Regions from separate parts of the Ovis aries genome. Here region 1 is linked to region 2. The links are chromatin contacts, called in public Hi-C maps. All regions are on one chromosome and are shown on one strand. Each heading gives the region's core, a stretch centred on a gene start, on an enhancer-like site or on the middle of the called end of the contact. The rest is flanking DNA. Distances are from core to core; before and after follow the strand shown. Region 1 overlaps ASAP1 (ArfGAP with SH3 domain, ankyrin repeat and PH domain 1). Region 2 overlaps ASAP1 (ArfGAP with SH3 domain, ankyrin repeat and PH domain 1).

What was found. Hi-C and Micro-C count contacts between places; a contact is called where the count stands out from the background.
Region 1: a contact with region 2 is called in a Hi-C map of liver, with 3 times the contacts expected there. The contact joins two enhancer-like sites. A contact is called at or near these places in 5 of 16 Hi-C or Micro-C datasets (liver, muscle, skin fibroblasts and 1 more).

The regions. Positions count from the first base shown.
Region 1 is chr9:23,577,487-23,581,943 of ARS-UI_Ramb_v3.0, reverse strand. All of the region lies in intron 6 of ASAP1 (ArfGAP with SH3 domain, ankyrin repeat and PH domain 1), which reads right to left. Among named protein-coding and RNA genes, the nearest start is that of TRNAC-GCA, 67 kb to the right of the region's middle. Within about 2 kb of position 1,498, at least 2 of the 54 cell types and tissues checked have an H3K27ac peak or open chromatin away from gene starts, as enhancers often do. A contact at or near this core is called in liver, where this site is marked.
Region 2 is chr9:23,353,580-23,357,652 of ARS-UI_Ramb_v3.0, reverse strand. The region is part of intron 1 of ASAP1 (ArfGAP with SH3 domain, ankyrin repeat and PH domain 1); the gene reads right to left. Among named protein-coding and RNA genes, the nearest start is that of ASAP1, 7.2 kb to the right of the region's middle. Within about 2 kb of position 1,867, at least 3 of the 54 cell types and tissues checked have an H3K27ac peak or open chromatin away from gene starts, as enhancers often do. A contact at or near this core is called in liver, where this site is marked.

The DNA.
Region 1 (4,457 bases), core at 249-2,748, 220 kb before region 2:
AGTAAATGCTGGCTGAGTCGAGGCCACGCTTTTAGAAAAAGTCTTTTCTTTTCTTTCTTTTTAAAACTACTGAAGTGTTGGTATTTTCTAAATCTCTCAAAATGTCAGGTGTATCAAGCGACGCTTAGTGTTGTATGATGTTTCTATTTAAAGAAAAGAGCCTCTGCAAGCCCGAGAGGAGTTTCACAAAATATTGATTATTTGTGGCTCAGGTCAAGGGTCTCTCTTCTGGGAAGCCTTTCTGGGTCTCTGTGCTTTCTGGATGAATGGGTGAGGCAGTGAGTGAGTGAATAAAGGAATCTGCCTCTGGTGACCTAGCTTGGGAAACAGCAGAGCAGAGATCTGAACTCAGTTGTAACTGACTTCAAAGTCGTGTTACGCCTGCCAGCTCTCTGAACTTCCAATTTCTCAACCCAGCCGGGCAATTAGTCAATAAAAGGGCCATTCACTCTGAGTGGAAGACAGAGTCAGTTACTAGTTCCAGACGAAATCAGGAGGCTTGTTTCTTCCGCTTTAAACCTCAAGGTACCACAGGCAGGGAAATCCTCTAAGAAAAAGAGACAACACATAAACAAAGAGGCTTAAAATACTCGAAAATGATTCACTGAAATGGAAGAAAGAAAGAAATTCGAGAAGAATAGATGTGAAATGGAAAAGAAAATGAAAACAAAGAAACAGGACAGATGAAATGGACCCCCCGATCCAGCAGGAGGCCTGGGGGCCTGCCTGGTCCTAACATCTCAGGCAGCATTTCTCAGGGCGGGTGCATGGGAAGAAGCTAATGCTTCTTTTAGGACAAGAAAGCTGGTGGTCAAGGAAGTCAGGAAAACACTGGACCGGTCTCTTTCATTGCACGATGCCTCTAGCCTTTGATATACACGTGTGCGCAGTAAATTCTGCAAGGGTGTTAATTATGTGGTGCTTCTCAATCCAGAACTCAAGGCATGGGATTCGTGTTTCAAGGAAAACTTAGGGAAAGGTGTTTCACGTTCTGATATGCCCGCTTCCAGGCAAGACGGAAGCAGAAGCACGGGGCCCAGCCTGGCCACTGAGCAGAAGGGCTTACGGGGTGTGCACACCTCAAAGCACCGACTTGGCGGGTACCATGGAGCCTAAATCCCAGCCATGCTCCCCTCACCCATCCATCAGGGAGAAGACTGGTGGGGCTGTGCAGCACCTCTGCCAACTGGTCTGGGCTGGACAGGGTGGTCTCATCTGAGGGCCACAGAAAGTGGAGGTGAGGGGCAAATGCAGGCACCGTTCAGCAGGAGTCCAAACCAGTTCAAGACAGAACATTTAATGTGAAGCAAGAAGAATGCAGATAGGAGGCCAAGCCTGGGATGGCAATGGGAATCCAGGGAGAGGGGAAAGAAGCAAAGAAGCGGGTGCAAGGCAGAGACTGGCAGAATTTTCTGAGCCAAGAAAAGTTATCTGCATTTGCTTTTCACCAAGCAGCTCCAGATTTGGGCTGGAGAAGGCGGTCTGGAGGCTTCTGGGACTAACATCATGCAGCCAGAGGGCTGTTGATTATCTCAAAAACAGTGTTTGCCTTACTCTTGCAACATCCCTGCCACTATTTCGTTTGCTAGTCTTTAAATCTATAAAGAATAGAAGTGCAAATGTTAGCTGCTCAGTCGTGTCCAACCCTTTGCGACCCCATGGAGGCCAGGCTCCTCTGTCCATGGAATTCTCCAGGCAAGAATACTGGAGTGGGTTGCATTCCCTTTTCCAGAGGATCTTTCCTGACCCAGGGGTCAAACCTGGGGTCTCCTGCATTAAGTTATGTCTGTATCCTCTGAGAGGCAGGGAGTCCCGGGAACTGCTTAAAAGCAGAGTGGGGAGCAGACTGCCTGGGTTTCATGCTGATTCCACTATCCACTCGGGGCTCTGTGACTCGACTTTCTCAGCCATCCAGTAAGGATGATTATGGCTGCTACCTGGTGGGTTCCATGTGAGGAGCGAAGTGGGCTCTAGATGAGGCACAACAGTCTCACCACATCTGAGCAGTACTGCTCACCATATCCTCCGTTTGCTCTTTCTGCTCTCTGAGCCCCTGTAAATGGGGCCAGGAGCACAGTTTAAAGACACGGCTCCATGTGAGTCTCCAGTTTCTCTCCTCCTCTGCACAGAGGAGACAGAGCAGCCTCTCTCCGCCCTGGTCTGCGCATTGCTGTTACTGTACAGCTGAACCCTCGGTAGACATGGGACAGGAGGCGGAAATAACACCGCTCTGCTGTGTTAAGCGGTGCACATGTGGGAGCTAAGTTTATTACTGCAGCACAGCCTTGCCTATCCTAGCTGACGCCATGCAAAGTGACTGAAAAACAGTGCCTGGCGTGTAGTGCCCACACTGTAAAACACTGGCTGTCACTGCTATTTGTACAGACAAAAAGTTAACCATAAAAAATAATGAAAACTTTGCCTGCCTGAAAGCTTGGAGGATAAGATCAGATCCATCTTTATTTAAAAGAGAAGATCAGAAGCAAAATGTCAGGGACATCCTAAAGCATGGGGCACAAGCAGAGACTCCATGTTCCACGCTCAGCCCTCTGCTCTGGCAAATGAACCCCCTCTCAACAAATGCCAGTTCCACCCATCTCCATCCTCCTTTTTCTTTTCCTCCTTTTCCTTCCTTCTCTCGTAGACCCACAACGCTAAAAACCTGTCTTTTGCAGCATCAAAATGCTGTTCTGTGAATCTCTTTCAAGTCAACACTTGACAGCCACATAACCACAAGCACACACACTCTAAATGAAAAGTGTTATTCACTGCATGTAGCATTCACAAGATGGAAACCAATACTGTTTCAAATGCATTCTTTGAAATTCTTATCTAAAACACTTTTAATGGAAATCTTGAAAAAAAGAAAAACATGTTACATTGGGCCAGAGGATATCAGGATCTCTATATATTGGATGTATTTAAGATAAGGTACACCTGTACTGAATGTATAATTCAAATCCTATACACAGAATGATGGTTTAGTTATACAGCGAAGTACTATGGAGCCTGTGGAAGTGGATTCTGCCATTTTATTTGTCTGGTCATGGAGAGCTAACAAGCTTTAAAAGAAAGTATGCAAAATATATGAGTAACAGAAGGTTTAAAAAAACCAAAACTTGGTTGGCCAGAAAGTTCATTTGAGTTTTTCCCCAACACCTTATCCGAACAAACTTTCTGGCCAACCCAACATTTGGCAGCGAAACCTGACCTGAATGCACGTGGTGGTTAGGCTGGACTTGAACTGAGGCGGGAATTCTCATTTATCCTACTTCATGTAACTGTTCACCCGAGGAGTCACCAGGGGGCGCTACACAACACTGCATATAGCAAGTGCACCCTGCCAGCTCTTCTGGAATCTGTACAAGTCTGAATCTGGAAAAACATCTAGCCCCAAGAGTTCTGGAAAAGAGCCCATGGAGCTGCATCTCTCTCTCTCTCTCTCACACACACACAAATGTGTGTATAAATTATCAGTATCTCTGTGTATAAATCTGTGAAACACTTTCAAAGGACAGACTATAATATTAGTATTCCCAGAAGTTAAGAATTATGTAATGATCTTTATCTGCTTATTTGGAATTTCCTGTATTTCCCTCATTTTTATAGTAAGCACATACAACTTTTATAATAGAAAGCAAAAAGAAAACCTCCCTGCTTTCACCCACCTTCCCCCAAATGGACAGCTCTCAGGTCATGAAATGTCCCACAATACTAGTCAGTGGCGAGGCATGTCAGGACGTGAGGGGAAGCCTGGCAGATCAAAAGCTTAAATCTTTCAATTATGGATTACCATTTTGCAAAATGATTTTTGCAAATTTTTTTTTTTTTTTTGCCATGCCACATGTGGGATATCAGTTCCCCAACCAGGGATCAAACCCGTGGCACTTGCAGTGGGAGGGGGTAGTTCAAACCACTGAACCACAAGGCAATTCCCCAAATGATGACGTTTGAAAAATGTATTATCCTGGGACTTCCCTGGCAGTCCAATGGTTAAGACTCCGTGCTTCCAACGCAGAGGGTATGGGTTGGATCCCTGGTCAGGAACTAAGATTCCGTATGCTGTGTGGCATGGCCAAAAACAAAATAAAATAAAAATTTAAAAACATATAATTCAGAGCACCCAGAGGCTATCAATTACATTGAGGATACCCAGGCTTTCAGTGCTTTTCCACGTTTTAAAAACTTGAGAAATAATCCATTTGCTGTGAGTCTAGATGCAACCTGCACATTTCCAACTATTCTCGTTTGAAGAGGAAGAAAAGAAGGAAAATTAAAAAAATCCTTAACCCAAACCACAATGCCCTGCAGTCAGAGATTGCAAACAGGAAATGCTACGCAGCTGGAGAAACCTCTGCTTTGCTTCAGTAGTTCTGAAGCAATAACTGCCCTCTAACTGATAAAAGAGGCCTGGGCTCTTATGCAAGCTCCAGAATGTCCAGGAGGCACACTCAGTC
Region 2 (4,073 bases), core at 618-3,117:
AAGACTCTCTAAGTTGAATTGGTCCTCGCTTTATTCCTTCCCTTGTTGATCCTGCAAATGAGAACTCATTTTTCCTTCCCCTGTTGATCCTGCAAATGGAACCCACTCACTTTTGTTTAGAACTGATTATGTGCCTGGCACTACTTTCTGTATATTAATATATGGCTTGGTTTAACACCTTTTAAAAAAAAAACCTGCAAGCTTTTTCAAAATTTACAGAGGAAGACACTGACGATCAGAAAAGCTAAGAGAAAAGTGAAAGGCAGATTCTCCCAAGGCCACATGAGGAATTAGGGCATGGAATTCAAGTTCAAGTCTTCAGAGGCAATGGTTGAGTGTGGGCCGTGAACACAGACAGCCTCGCTTAAAATCTTGCCACTTGTGAGGTGTATGACCTACGAGAAATTAGTCCCTGTGTGTCTGTTTCCTCCCACATAAAATGAGGAGAGAAAGAGTACCTGTTTCACAGGGTTGTTACAAGCATTAAACAAATTCATAGGAAAGCTGCTTAAAGCAATGTTTGATGTGTATTAATGTACGATAAGGGCTTTCCAGATGGCACTAGTGATGAAGAGCCTGCCTGCCAATGCAGGAGACATAAGAGACATGGGTTTGATCCCTGGGTTGGGAAGATCCCTTGGAGGAGGAAATAGCAACCGACTCCAGTATTCTTGCCTGGGAAATCCCATGGACAGAGGAGCCTGGTGGGCTACAGTCCATGGGGTAAATATTAGCTGTTGTTATTGATCTCGAGTCCAGCAGTTTTCCCATTGTATCATGACAAATGCTACTACTTACATCTACCAAATCAACCCAGGCATGAGAGTGACCTGACCAAAGGATAGACCCCACAGAGACCTTGATTTCCATCATCCAGAGGACTGTCTCAGAAAACAGCACGAAGGCAACACAATGTACAAATTCTATCCCACAAGGGCTCCCAGCTGCAGCTCAGCCCTCATTTGTGGGATCTGGCGGGGGGGGACCTCCCAGGGGAAAGAGACAGGAGCCATTCGGCCACCCCAGTACCCAACTATTGCCCATATGCCAGGGGACAGCCCCTTAGTCTGCACAAGCTTTGAGAACCCCGAAATGCCTGCAGCTCTTCCCTGAAAAACCCAGGGCCCCCGGTGGTGAGACAAGGTGGAGGCGGGTGGGGAGGGGAGTCTTCAAAACAAGGTGCAGCTGGAGGACACGGGGCCCCTTCCACCTTGAGGACAAGAAAGCCCCCGTACCCTCTGAGGCTCCCTCCTCCCACATTCGTGACCTCACGCAACCCGGGAAAGAGTCAGGGTCAGGACAGAATTATCACCACCTTTTGACTCGGGTGAGGTAGGGTGCTTCCAAGAAGGTAAGTGACTGCTTGTAACAGTCACATCACAGTCAATATCTAGTCAATTTCCAGACTAGAACTCTGGACTTCTGAGTCTCAATTCAGTGCTTCTTTCCATTAGTCTGTCTCCCACATCAGTCATTTGTCTTTTTCGAAACATACAATTCCTTTCTCTTTCCCTCTCTTCTTAAATACCTGTTGTCTTCTCTGTACTGGGAGTTACAAAGATAAATAAGACATTTTAAGGCCCAGCTCATTCCTGCCTCCCCAAACCACTGCTCTGCAGGGTGAACACGCAGAAAGTGTTCAAAGTGCTTGCTGCTCTGAATCACATCTTTGCTACTGGTCTGATAAAGATTCTGGTTTTCTTTTCTGGAAATGGCAGTTTTTACATTTTTCTAAGTGTTCTTTCTTTTCCTCGTTTGCAAAAGAAGACTCAGAGTATTAAGCTGGCTGGTCCCTGCTTGGTGCCTGCAGGACAGGACAGCTGAGAACTCTCCATAAGGCCACAACCCCACAGAGGTCCCAGCCTCCTTTGAAAGTGGGCCAAAACGATTCCTCTCTCCAGTGCAGAGAAATGACAAGAAAGCACATTCTGCCTCTGGGTCTGGATGGGGGAGAAAAAGGCTTCTGTGCGAACTCTGAGGCCCTAAATATGGACGCAGAGCTCAAAGATACTGGGGTTAAAAGCATGGACTGGGGTTAAAAGTCTCCGGTTCAGCAGTTAGCACAGCAGCATTTCCAAGACCTAGGAAACCCTCAGATCCTTGACTGAAGCACAAAACCAGCTCTGTAAATCCTCTTCTGCTACCCAGGAAAGGTGGGGTATGAACCACCTTGCCCTCCAAATCGGAAGATGCAGGAAATGGGAGAATAGGCTCCTCCAGAATTAACATAACAGGGCAGTCTGAAAAAGAATATCAGTACGTTTTAAAGTACAGATATGAAATAAAAATGAAGAATTCTCATGGAAGAATAAGACCCAAGGATTCAAAACCAATGGATTGGAAAGAGAACCAGAGGGAATTTCCAGAAGTAAAATGGAGAGTCATCAGAAATAGAAACTCAGTGACGAGAAAATTGAAGAAACGTGGTGACGTAGAAGCCAAGGCACTTGATTGCTCCTCCCTGCCCAGTGCCTGCCCTTGGCCTGCGCCCAGCACGAGGGGACAAGAGGAGTAAGCCCGAGCCCCCACCCGCGCCCCTTCAGATGCTCAGTCTGAAGGGGAGGCAACCAGACCAGCAAGTGTATTTCCATACGGGACGGCTGTGATGATCTTGCATTTCTGCACTCCCCGTGCGGGATGCTTTTCCTCCATGATTTCGGTTCGGTACAGAGAAGTGTGAGGACGCCAGGAAGGTGGGGTCTGTAGCAGACCCCAGCATCTCCTGGCTTCCTCTGGGCCATCCTGAATCAAGGTCACAATCACCATGGAATGTTGAGCCCTCTTCTACTTCCCCCCTTCAGTTTGCAAAAATCCTATTTGGAAATGTCAATACGAATAGTACAAGGAACACACATGCCCTTTACCCACCTGCATTGATGGTTAATATTTTACTCCTCTTGCTTTCTTTTCCTTTTTTTTTCCTCCCATGTAATTTTTATGTATTCAGAAAATACATATAGTTATTTTCTGAACCATTTGAGGGCAAGTTGCCTATATGATGGTCTTTTACTGAAGTGCCTTTCTGCATTTCTGATGGACTAGGCAGTTGGAATTAGCAGATGAAAACTGGTAGATATAGAATAGATACACAATAAAGTCCTACTGCACAGCACAGGGAACTATATTTAATATCCTGTGATAAACCAAAATGGAAAAGAATATGAAAAAAGATATATATATATATATATATATATATGATAACTGAGTCAGAAATTAACACATTTTAAAGCAACTATATTTCAAAAAGAAATATTATTTGTATTTTAATTTTTTAACAATTAAAAGAAGACTGTAGCTGTAAGAGGGACAAATGGTCTATTTTCTTTAATTAATTTTTATTGCAGGTAGTTGCTTTAAGATGTTAAGATTCTACTGCATAGGAAAATGAATCAGCCACACTTATAAATATATATCCCCTCCCTTTTAGGTTTCCCTCTCATTTAGATATCCCTCCCACTCGAAAGGATAATTATTTCATTACAAAACTACAATGAAACAGGCACCCAGTATCATCCCATAAGCAAGAGTTTTATAAAGGCAGATGCCTTGCTGGAAAAACGCATGATGAGTCTTGATGAGGGAAAGACGAGCCAGTCTGCAGAAACCACAAACAGGCCAGACCCTCTCCTTCTTGTCCTGCCCACGGATGCCTGGTGTAGGCCTGGTTCTCGGGAAGCCCCGCGACATCTGGGGGACGCGCTGACGGTCACGCTTCTTTACTCCAAGTCTAACCAGACTTCCACCTGGTATCCCTCCGTTGGAGAGATACTGCTTGCTCATTTCTGTTTTTCTAACGCTGTGCACTTTTTGCATTTCCTGACTTAGACCGGTAGAGGAAGGGGAAACGCCAAAAATACTACAAGACCAGCTAGCTGGTGGCACTTCGAAGGGATGGGGGTCAGCAGGGGAAGCGCAGGCAGTGAGGGACCTCGGTCTCCCTGCACTCGCCATGGTGCTGGCCGGCAGAGCTGATGGGGGCCCCCTGGCACTGAAGGTCTCCAGACACCATCTGGAGAGTAGCTGGGACAAGAGCCCATTTTCTTCCAAATAACAGGGAAGATGTTCGCAATCTG